Regions from separate parts of the Mus musculus genome. Here region 1 is linked to region 2. The links are chromatin contacts, called in public Hi-C maps. All regions are on one chromosome and are shown on one strand. The core of a region is the stretch at or near the end of the contact, and the rest is flanking DNA. Distances in the headings are between cores, read along the strand shown. Region 1 overlaps Bicdl1 (BICD family like cargo adaptor 1). Region 2 holds the start of Rplp0 (ribosomal protein, large, P0).

Region 1 (5,617 bases), core at 3,003-5,502, 160 kb after region 2:
ACAGTGTTATTTTCCCTTTAGGTTAAACAGAATACTTTATTAAAATGAGTAATAAATTTTGATTATGTGAAGCCGTTGAAATCAGTGTTTGGGAGCTGGGGAGATGGCGCAGCTGTTAAGAGCACTGGCTGCTCTACCAGAGGATCTGAGTTCAATTCCCAGCACCTGCTCAGCAGCTCACAACAGTCTCTAAGTCCAGTCCCAGGAGACCCGACACCCTGACAGCCGTGAATGCAGGCAAAACCCTCAAGTACATAAAATCAACTCAACTGTTGGGGAAAAGGCTTGAAAGGAGGGGAAGAAACTCCGTGTTTATCTGTTCTAACAGTCACCTTACTTAATTAACATAACCACGAATGGATTTACCTTATCATAGAGCAAGCTGAAAAACACCCTAGGCGGGGGTGGGTAGGTTGGTGTAAGGATCAATTTCAAAACAATTCTCTCACTACCAGAGATATTATCTGATATAAAAAAGTCCAAGTTTCCCTATTTGGGTTAAAATGGCAGAAAAATAAAAAACAAACAAACAAAAAACCCTAACCCCAACCCCACCACCCCCACCACAGGATTGGGCTTTAGTTCAGTGGTGGAGGACTTGCAAGGTCCTAGGTTCAGTTCTCAGCTCCAAAGGGGGCTGGGAACGACAAAATAACGATGAGGACAACAAAAACAAACCCCGTAACACCACAGCAACAAATCCTGAAATCCCATTACAACCATTGGTGCCTTGGAATGCCACCTAACTAGACTAGAAGAATCATAGCCACTCAACTCCAGAAAAATCCAAGTCCAGAATCCTCTCCACCAACCCTGAGGACTGCCTGCCTCTCCAGTCCTTCTCCTAGGCACAGAACTGGCCTGTACATCCCATCTCCCGCAGGAACTAAATGTGCCCCTGTTCCTGAGCTCTGAATGAACATCCAAGCAATAAAAGCAAGACCCTAACTTCCATGTATGGCCCAGAGAAATCTTCCAGGTTTTCTGCTCTGCTGTATATTTGGGACCCACCCATGGAGCGTGGTTACAAGACACAAGGAGATGTCGAGATGGTTGAATCCATCCCAGAGGATGCCTGACAGACTCAGGGTTTATATGCTGCAACGATGCCAGCATTAACTGACAAAGCCATAACTGAGTGACTCATCAGCACATACTGAACACAACCCCTGTCTTTTTTTCCTTAATCAGTATTGTTTATTCCCAAAGAGGTGGCTTATTTTACCTGTATAGTCAACAGGAGTCCCACTGGGAGAGCAAAGGGCTGGGACCACAAACTTCTGCAAGTCATTTAACTTCCCCAAGGCGCTTCCTTTACTAGCAATAGTCTAGTGACTCACAAGCCATGTTTTTCTATAATTATCAGCTAAAAAAAACCAAAAAACTATCTATTTCTCCCACATACACTTTTACATAGAGCCTCAGTATATAAAAGAGAAAAATGCTCAGGGTGAAATTGAACCAGGGGAGATCATCCGACGCTTCAGGCATCCGCACAGTGCTTACTGAGCACTCCTGGAGCTCAGGGGCTCCTGAGAACCACTAATTTAAGCAATGGTTTTCTTAATGATATGATGGAGAGTAGAGTAAATCTGATGAGACGGCCCAACAAACAGAACAAGTAAAGCAATCTTACACTAATGCAAAATAACTGAAAATTAACACACATTTAAATGTATAACTGCAATAGAAACAGATCTTTTAACAGTAACTTAAAATCTAAGGATAAGCATGGTGGCAGGCTTAGTAATGATCCTTGTGGACTTAATTTTGATTTTGAATACTTAATGCAATTTAAATAAGTAGTTACCGATGCAACTGGTTTGTCCACAGCCTACCGACACAATCCTCCCTAGTAACAGAGATCATGGTGAGACAGGCTGCAGGACAGCGTCTCCACAGTGAGGTCAGCTGGCAGCCCAGCTGAGCCCTTCATGGTCTCAGGGTTAAATGGATGTGTGCATGGGTCTCAGAGTCCATGTCTGCTTTTGTAATGTTTTTCAAAGCATTCAAAAATTTAAAAAGTACAGATGTGAAAAGCCACTGGTCCAGATGTTAGATGTTCGTTCTCTTAGCACTCTAAACTGTGTGACATAGCTCTGGTATTGCCCCAGACTCTAAAGAGAAACAGCAAAGATAGGATCCCTATGTCTAAAAATCACCTGCTTTTCTTTTTATGCACATGAACCAATTCAGTATTTTTAATTGAATATTTTATTTGTTTACATTTCAAATGTTATCACCTTTCCCGGTTTCCCCTCTGTAAAAACCCCCTATCCCATCTCCCCTTACCCTGTTTCTATGAAGGTGCTCCTCCACCCACCCACTCCCTCCTCACCGCCCTAGCATTCCTGTACACTAGGGCATCAAGCCTTCACAGGACCTAGGGCCTCCCCTCCCACTGATAATCACCTGCTTTCCTAATGACTGTACTTAGTCACCAAACACAGTTTTGTTTTTCACTGGGGCAGGTATTTTATGACTGAAGCCGATGGCCGGGTGGCACAGATGCCAAAAAACAGCACACAGTTTGCTCTCGGTGCCACTTAATTCTCCTCTGCCTGCGAACTTCTTGCCATTTAAACCCAGGTGCCCGGTGCGAAAGGTCGCAGGCTCACAGTGGCCAGGCAGGCACTTAACTGGCTTCACCTTTCTGATCTACTGAATAGTTTACAAGAGACAAGGAAACCCACATCTCATGAAATGCTAGTTTCCCAGGTAAATCTAGCAACACTGTGCTCTCTATCCACACAAAATCATTTGACCCTTGAGCCAAACTCCAAATTTTAGACCTAATATGCTAGAACCTAGGCTCTCTTTTTCGTAAAAAACAAAGTTAGAGCTATATACAGCTACATTCAATAACTTGGAATATTCAGACCCGGCCACACTCTCCCAGTGTAAGTAGTTAAGAACAGGCTTCCACAGTGAAGACAACACTTACCAATAGAAACACCCATATGCTTAAAGAATATGCAATTACCACCTCATGTTTAACTTACTAATTAGCCACGGCAACCCTCGAGAAATGCTGGAACTGACTTCAGAGATGAATACTGCTGTAGGCAAATCTGTTCTCGATTAGCTGTCGTGATCAACACTTTCCGATCATTCTAGAACATCTTTGATATGATGCACAGGAACTGTTAAAATTGAACCTGAGACTCAGAGTCTCTGGAGCTAAGGCAATACAAAACAGCATCCACCAACCAGTATCACCTCAAATGTCCAAGAAATCAGTCCAGGTAGGAATATACATGAAGAGGCGAATTCTTTCTTCCTGACTCTCCATCCCTGAACAGATACAAAAGCCAATTTCAAAGCAGCCGTTAACTGGTATGTGAGACTTCAAATAAGCGTCAAAAACCAGGGCTCCTTGGATTCCTAATGGAAAACCCTGTGCGGTCCTTCCAACCCAGGTGGGGTCGGAGCAGAGGCATTCAAAAGGGATGCCCTGTGCTGTGTGGGCTGCGTAAGGATGGAACCCAGGGCTCCAGGTACGCTGGGCAAACGCTTTATCCTTGCTACACCCCAAACCTACTAAGTTTGTTCTTACATGGGAGGGTGACTGAAAACTGTCATTTTCCTACGCCACAAAACAAAAACAGACAAAAATAAGCAAACAAACAACACCTGCTAATGCAACAGGTGTCTGTTGTTGTGTCTGTTGTTTTATTGTCTTAAGACAGGGTCTCACTGTGTAGCCCAGGCTTAGCTGGAACTCCCTATCTAGACCAGGCTGGCCTTCAACAGGCAGAGAACCACCTGCCTCTGAGTGCTGGTATTAAAGGCAAGTAATACACCAGCTCAAAAAGAACTGGAGCCATTTGGGCCATCGACGATACCTCTGACGAGCAGCTGTTACTCACTGTAAAATGTCCCAAGGGCAAGGCCAGCTATGCATCACCCACACAGAACGACTCCTACAGCAGCCACTGTGTTAAAGACGGAAATCCTGAAAAGGGGACCTGGTAAAGAGCTGTTTCAGGGAATGTACCAGAAGCTGCTAACCTCAAATCAACTGTTCATTTTTCAGAGAAAAATGAAGTCTTTTCAGGAAAGAAAGATTTCTTTTGGCTCGTGTGCCAAGTATGTTTGTTCCGTAGGAGTTCGACAGCAGCAAAAGCTGACCAGGGGTGGCCTCTTCCAGGAGGCAGGAAACAGACAAAGCACCTGCTTGCATCAACTTCCTCCTAGACACCTCACATCTCACAGACAGCAACCCGCAGGAGTAGCTGCTCTTTGTAGGTGTGGGGGTGGGGAGGGGTTAGGGCAAGGGAGTGCTTTGTACTGCACTACCACCAAAAGCACGGGGAAGGAAGGGTTATACAACTGGCTCACAGCTGTAGTCCAGCATGAAGGGAACTCAGGAACTGACGAGAGGACCATGGAGGAACACTATTTCCTTACTGGCTTGCTCAGCTTATTTTATACAACTCAGGAGCACCTGCCTAGGAATAGCACCGCCCACAGTGGGCTGGCCTCTCCCATGCCAATCTTGATTAATGAAGACTGCCTACAGACCAGTTTTAAATCTACCCTGGATTTAATCCCCGAAAATATATAAAAGTAAAAATCTGTAAAACTTGAGAAACTTGAAGCCACCCTCCCTAGCTAGTGACAGCACAGTGCACTTAAAGAACACCCTTCAGAGGCTGAGACCTCGCACACAGAAACTTCAGACCACCCGGCTTCACCTGAACGGCCGAGAGTGGGTCTTCATTTCCATTTCTCCATGACCATCTTTAGACAATCCCTCTGAATATATGTCACCATGCTCCCTCTAGTCCCAAAGGAAACCTTTGAACCACTCTACTGCCTCAGTGAGTCCATGATGACAGCCTCTTTTGGCTTCATGCAGCCGTTGGAACAGCCCTTTCATACACTGTCACAAATCAGCTTTGCACTTTAGATCTTTAGGTATACTTAGATCTGCTCATAGCCAGAGAAACCAGGTGCATGACGGGTCCTGGGTGTGAGAAATTGGGGAGGTGCCTGTATGGTTACAGTGAGAAGAAACAATTTACAGGGTGTGCCCCGTGAAAATGAGCAAAGAGATTACAGCCCTAATGCAGAACAAATGAGAAGGGGAAAGGTGAATTCTCAGGACTTTTACTTTAGTAAGAAGCCATCAGGGCTTCACAGGAAGGAACCGCACAACCTCGATGAGGCAGCCGTCCCCAGGTCACTTCTGCTGCTGCCCCCTCCAAACCACAGACCACCGTGGTCTGTAAGAATGATGAGCACAGCATGGAACTGGGGTGCTCTTTGGTCCATAGTACATGCTCCAGAGAGGGTGGAAGACAGCAGGGATCCACCAAACCAAAGGCCAAGTCTCCCACAGGACTAGAACATTTCTGGTGAAAAGCTAGAATGTTCACTTCCCATATGAGAAGGCTAGCAGCTACTCACCCAGAGAGCCACTGGCCCACAGAGCAGGGAGGCACACCACTGTTCAACTGGAGACCTGCGGGCTGCAAATCCACACCACAGTTCACCACTCTTCTCAGTTCACAGCAGCTTTAGGCATTTCACAATCTCCCCAGTACCTATGAAGACCGCACTAGCTTTTTAAGCAACCACGTCACCACTCTCTTCTAAGGCTCACCAGCCCAAG
Region 2 (5,056 bases), core at 1,561-4,060:
TATGGTTGGCTTTCTCGGTAATGTTTTACGAATAACTTCCCGTGCCACTGGTTATAGATTTGCACCGTTTCTAATGGCTTCATGGCATGGTGATTGTAGTGGCTATTCCTGGTTGTCAATTTGACTATATTTGGAATGAACTACAATCCAGAATTGGAAGGCTCACCAGTGACCCTTATCTGGAGGCTTGGAGATAGAAGTTTCTGATCTGGATCTTGGTATGGAGATCTTTTTTTTTTTTTTTTTTTTGGTTTTTCGAGACAGGGTTTCTCTTTATAGCTCTGGCTGTCCTGGAACTCACTTTATAGACCAGGCTGGCCTCGAACTCAGAAATCCGCCTGCCTCTGCCTCCCGAGTGCTGGGGCTAAAGGCGTGCGCCACCATGCCCGGCCTGGTATGGAGATCTTGAGGCCTAGTGGCTATGGATTCCAGAAGATTAAATCTCCGAGTTTAAGGTCATCTGGGATTAAAGATGTGGTGGAACACATCTTTAATCTGGGCTACACCTTTCATCTGGGATTAAGAGGTGTGGTGGAACACACCTTTAATCTGGGCTACACCTTTCATCTGGGATTAAGAGGTGTGGTGGAACACACCTTTAATCTGGGCTACACCTTCTGCTGGAGACAATATAAGGACATTGGAAGAAGGGAGTCTTGCTCTTGCTCTCTTGCCTGCTTGCCGTGTGTGACTGAGCTAGATCCTTGGACTCCCATTCACAGCTACTACTGAACCATTGTTGGGAATTCGGCTGCAGACTGTAAGTCATTAATAAATTCCTTTACTATATAGAGACTATCCATAAGTTCTGTGACTCTAGAGAACCCTAACTAATATATATTGGTGTACGACAGTTAGGGTATTTATAGTGTCAGAGTCAGGATGTCTTTGGAAATGTAACGTAGCCATTATGTATGCACTTGGAAAAGTGCGTTTAGAGAAAGAGAGACATGGGGTTTGGATTTGACTGTGGAGCACAGTGGGGCCCACACAGTGGCCTTTGAACCTGTTTCTGCAGCCTTCTGAAATCATCAGGTGATTTAAACACTCTGGGCGCTTTCTTGTGGATAAAGTATTGCACCTCAGGACTTGGGGGGTGGGGATGGGGTGACGGTGGTAGCTTCAGGAACATGCACCAGCACTTAGTGCTGAGCATGGGGAATCCTTGTCATTAAAGAGCGACCTCAGCAGCCACTGATGCCTGCAGTTCTCAAACTGGACTGATCTTCAAAGGCACCAGGAAGCTTTAAAACAACAGACTGCTTGTTTAGCATGAACAAGGCCCTAGGTTCAATATCTTCCCCCATATATACACACTTATTTATATATGGATATTTATTTATTCATGGGTCTGGGAAGATGGCTCAGCAATTAAAAACAAGGCAGGAGTGAGACTGTCTCAGTAAAACAATTATCCAAATAATGTTGAACGACTGTGTGTGTATATATATAATGTGTATATATATATATATATATTATATATATATATATATATTATATATATATATATATATATATATATATATATGTGAAGAAGCTAGTTTTATGTATCGATTTTCTCCCGTATCCCTGGAAGGGAAAGCAAACGGTCAATAAAGTGGAAGTGCTTTTTAAGACAACACAGCAAGCGGCAGAACAAAGTTATGGATCCGGGTCTCATCTGGCCGCATGCCCTGCGTTTTGCCTGCTCAACAAATACTTATCTGCCCACTGTCTGGCAGGCACAGAATAAAATCTCTGCCCTGTGGAGCTTACCTTCCTGCAGGGAGAGGCTGACAAGCAGAATGTGGTGAATTATACAGCGAGTTAGATGGTGTAAGTGCTGCAGGAGAAGGTGGGAGAGTAAGGGAGAGTAGGTTTGGTTTTGCCCCCGCCCTTAAAATTTGAAATCAAGAATCAGGGCAGGTCTCCTTGAGTAGATAGCATTTGCAGCAAGATGTGGGGGAGGTGAGTTTCTCTGACCGAAGCTGGCCAGCACCATTCAAAAAGCTGTGAAGCCGGTGGTGGTGGCGCACACCTTTAATCCCAGCACTTGGGAGGCAGAGGCAGGCGGATTTCTGAGTTCAAGGCCAGCCTGGTCTACAAAGTGAGTTCCAGGACATCCAGGGCTATACAGAGAAACCCTGTCTCGAAAAACCAAAACCAAAACCAAAAAAAAAAAAAGGCATACTCTTGAAGGGGATAAAAGGGCAAAGGGATCAGGCGAGAGGCAAACACATCAGTAGGAAAGCAAGAAAACAGATTGCGACAGTGGAAACAGTCGTGTGGGACCTTGAGAATAGTCTACGTTTTAGGCGTTTACTCAGAGAAAACGGCAATCTTTGATTAACTTTGTGCGGGTGAAGATGTAGGTTTTGAAAGGAAGAACAAAACGGGCAGTGGTGGCGCACGCCTTTAATCCCAGCACTTGGGAGGCAGAGGCAGGCAGATTTCTGAGTTTGAGGCCAGCCTGGTCTACAAAGTGAGTTCCAGGACAGCCAGGATATACAGAAAAACCTAAAAAAATAAAAAATAAATAAATTAAAAGAAAGAAAAAAGAATGGAAGAACAAGAGGAGACTAGAGCATCAGCTAGGGTTTCGCAGAAAGTTGTTTTGCTGTACTGACTCGGTGACGCTGCAGGGCGGCTCCGACCCAGCAGAGGGCAGCAGGTCTGAAAGCGCGCCTCCTGCGGCCGGGTGCTGTCTTTACTTTCCCGACTTGCTGGAGTGGCAGCGGTCTCAGCCAATAGACGCGCATGTTTATTGAGTGAGGCAGGACAGTCGATGGAACCAGCCAATAGGCATGGACGACGTCGTCTTCGGGTTTCGAGGACCGCCTGGTTCTCCTATAAAAGGCACACGCGGGCATGCGGCCCGTCTCTCGCCAGGCGTCCTCGTTGGAGGTTGGGGGGTTGTTTTGTTGTGGGAGGGCGGCAAGAGCGCGGGGACGTTGCGGGTGGGAGCGATGGGCTCGGGAAGGATCGCGGCCGGGCTCTGCCCGTCCGGTCTACCGCCTGGCTTGTCGGATCGCCCGCGCTGCTGGCGGCCGCAGCCCGGGGCCCAGCTCTGGCGTGGCCGGCTTGGCCTAGGCCTGGGATCGGGGCCGGTGTTGGGGTTACCGGGCTCAAGCTGCCCCCTCTCTCTCCCCAGTGACATCGTCTTTAAACCCCGCGTGGCAATCCCTGACGCACCGCCGTGATGCCCAGGGAAGACAGGGCGACCTGGAAGTCCAACTACTTCCTCAAGATCATCGTAAGTGTGGAGCGGGCCGGGGACGCGCGGCTTCCGCCTCCGGGTCTTCCCGGGGCGGTCGTTGGCCACGCGCTTTAACAGAGTTTGGGCATCCTGGGGAAGTTCTGTAGTCTTGGGATCTCCCCCCCCCCCCCCCGCGTTCCAGAACTAGCTCGCTCACCCAGTTTTTCATCTCGTCGAGCCCTTCGCGTTTGTGCAAAGGGCTGAGACTGGAGTGATTCATCTTGTTGCCCATCTGAGACCTGCCAGTCAGGCTGCTGTTGAGTGACTTAATTACAAAAGGCCTTTGAGGTGGCTTTGAACCAGAGCTACCAGACTTTGTAGGTACCAGTCTGTTTTAGTTAACTTTTCTTTTTTTTTTCCGAGACAGAGACAAAGATTTTTGGGTCTGGTAGTACCTTTTATATTTCACAACCTAAGATCCCCCGACCTCTCTATAATTTGTTTTCTGTGCTTTTTAAGTCTGTCTCTTCCCTGATCAGAGTCACTTTGGTCACCCAGGCACGCCTTATTTAAAAAGTAAAGCTTAAGATTTACTTGAGGCAAGTCTTCCCCCTATAGCTCTGGCTGGCCTCGGATTAGCAATTAAGCCTTACCTGTCTTTACAGGTGTGGCACCACACCCAGCTAAAAGTTAATTTTTGGCTGTGACAGTAATTTTGTGATACTCGTAACCAGCAAGGAAGCTGGATCAGATAAAGACAGACGTTGGGCTCGGGTGGCTGGCTCCTAGCGAGAAGTGTCACACCTAGGGTGAAGCAATGGGGAGGTAGAGGTAGCAGGGTTTCGGGTTTTGCTGGGTATTTTTTGTTTGTTTTCCTCTCAATGTAGTTTTTCCTGGCTTCCTTCATAGCAACTTTTGGATGATTATCCAAAATGCTTCATTGTGGGAGCAGACAACGTGGGCTCCAAGCAGATGCAGCAGATCCGCATGTCGCTCCGAGGGAAGGCCGTGGTGCTGATGGGCAAGAACACCATGATGCGCAAGGCTATCAGGGGCCACCTGGAGAACAACCCAGCTCTGGAGAAACTGCTGCCTCACATCCGGGGGAACGTGGGCTTCGTGTTCACCAAGGAGGACCTCACTGAGATTCGGGATATGCTGTTGGCCAATAAGGTAAGGGGCTGGGACGATGAATGAGGATTTGGCCATTTCGGGGCTTTCACCGATGGAGAGGCATTTCACCGTCGACTACCTCTGTTCTGTTTAGGTGCCAGCTGCTGCTCGGGCTGGTGCCATCGCCCCGTGTGAGGTCACTGTGCCAGCTCAGAACACTGGTCTAGGACCCGAGAAGACCTCCTTCTTCCAGGCTTTGGGCATCACCACGAAAATCTCCAGAGGCACCATTGAAATTCTGGTGAGTAGATGGCCTGCAGTGGTCGGTCCTTTGGGCTGGGCCTCCTGTGTGTCCAGATGATAACTGTCCTGCTGTTCTCTTCCTCAGAGTGATGTGCAGCTGATAAAGACTGGAGACAAGGTGGGAGCCAGCGAGGCCACACTGCTGAACATGCTGAACATCTCCCCCTTCTCCTTCGGGCTGATCATCCAGCAGGTGTTTGACAACGGCAGCATTTATAACCCTGAAGTGCTCGACATCACAGAGCAGGCCCTGCACTCTCGCTTTCTGGAGGTATGTCTGCCCAGCTCCTTCCTCCCATGCTGAGTGTGACAACAGATTCGTGCTGGCATCTTCAGTTGTTCCATCTTCTCATCTGCAGAAAATAGAGTTGGGCAGGAGGTCATGTGCTGGGACTCTAAAGGTTGTTAGCCTGTGATAGCAAAACACTGCCTGTGGGGGCTGTGTCTAATCCCAGCGGAGGCAGG

The links. Hi-C and Micro-C count contacts between places; a contact is called where the count stands out from the background.
Region 1: a Hi-C map of CD4 T cells shows a contact between it and region 2, with 4 times the contacts expected there. The contact joins the enhancer-like site here to the promoter of Rplp0 in region 2. A contact is called at or near these places in 3 of 484 Hi-C or Micro-C datasets (CD4 T cells, Th1 cells and cerebral cortex), 1 of 115 datasets of contacts at active chromatin or transcription factors (embryonic stem cells) and 1 of 9 other capture datasets (pancreatic islet).

The regions. Positions count from the first base shown.
Region 1 is chr5:115,712,394-115,718,010 of GRCm38.p6, forward strand. The region is part of intron 2 of Bicdl1 (BICD family like cargo adaptor 1); the gene reads right to left. Among named protein-coding and RNA genes, the nearest start is that of Bicdl1, 16 kb to the right of the region's middle. Within about 2 kb of position 4,253, at least 48 of the 459 cell types and tissues checked have an H3K27ac peak or open chromatin away from gene starts, as enhancers often do. A contact at or near this core is called in Th1 cells, where this site is marked.
Region 2 is chr5:115,556,657-115,561,712 of GRCm38.p6, forward strand. Rplp0 (ribosomal protein, large, P0) reads left to right here and starts at 2,811. Exons shown (of 7, transcript NM_007475.5): 1 at 2,811-2,883; 2 at 3,131-3,232; 3 at 4,085-4,348; 4 at 4,443-4,589; 5 at 4,677-4,862. The coding sequence starts at 3,179.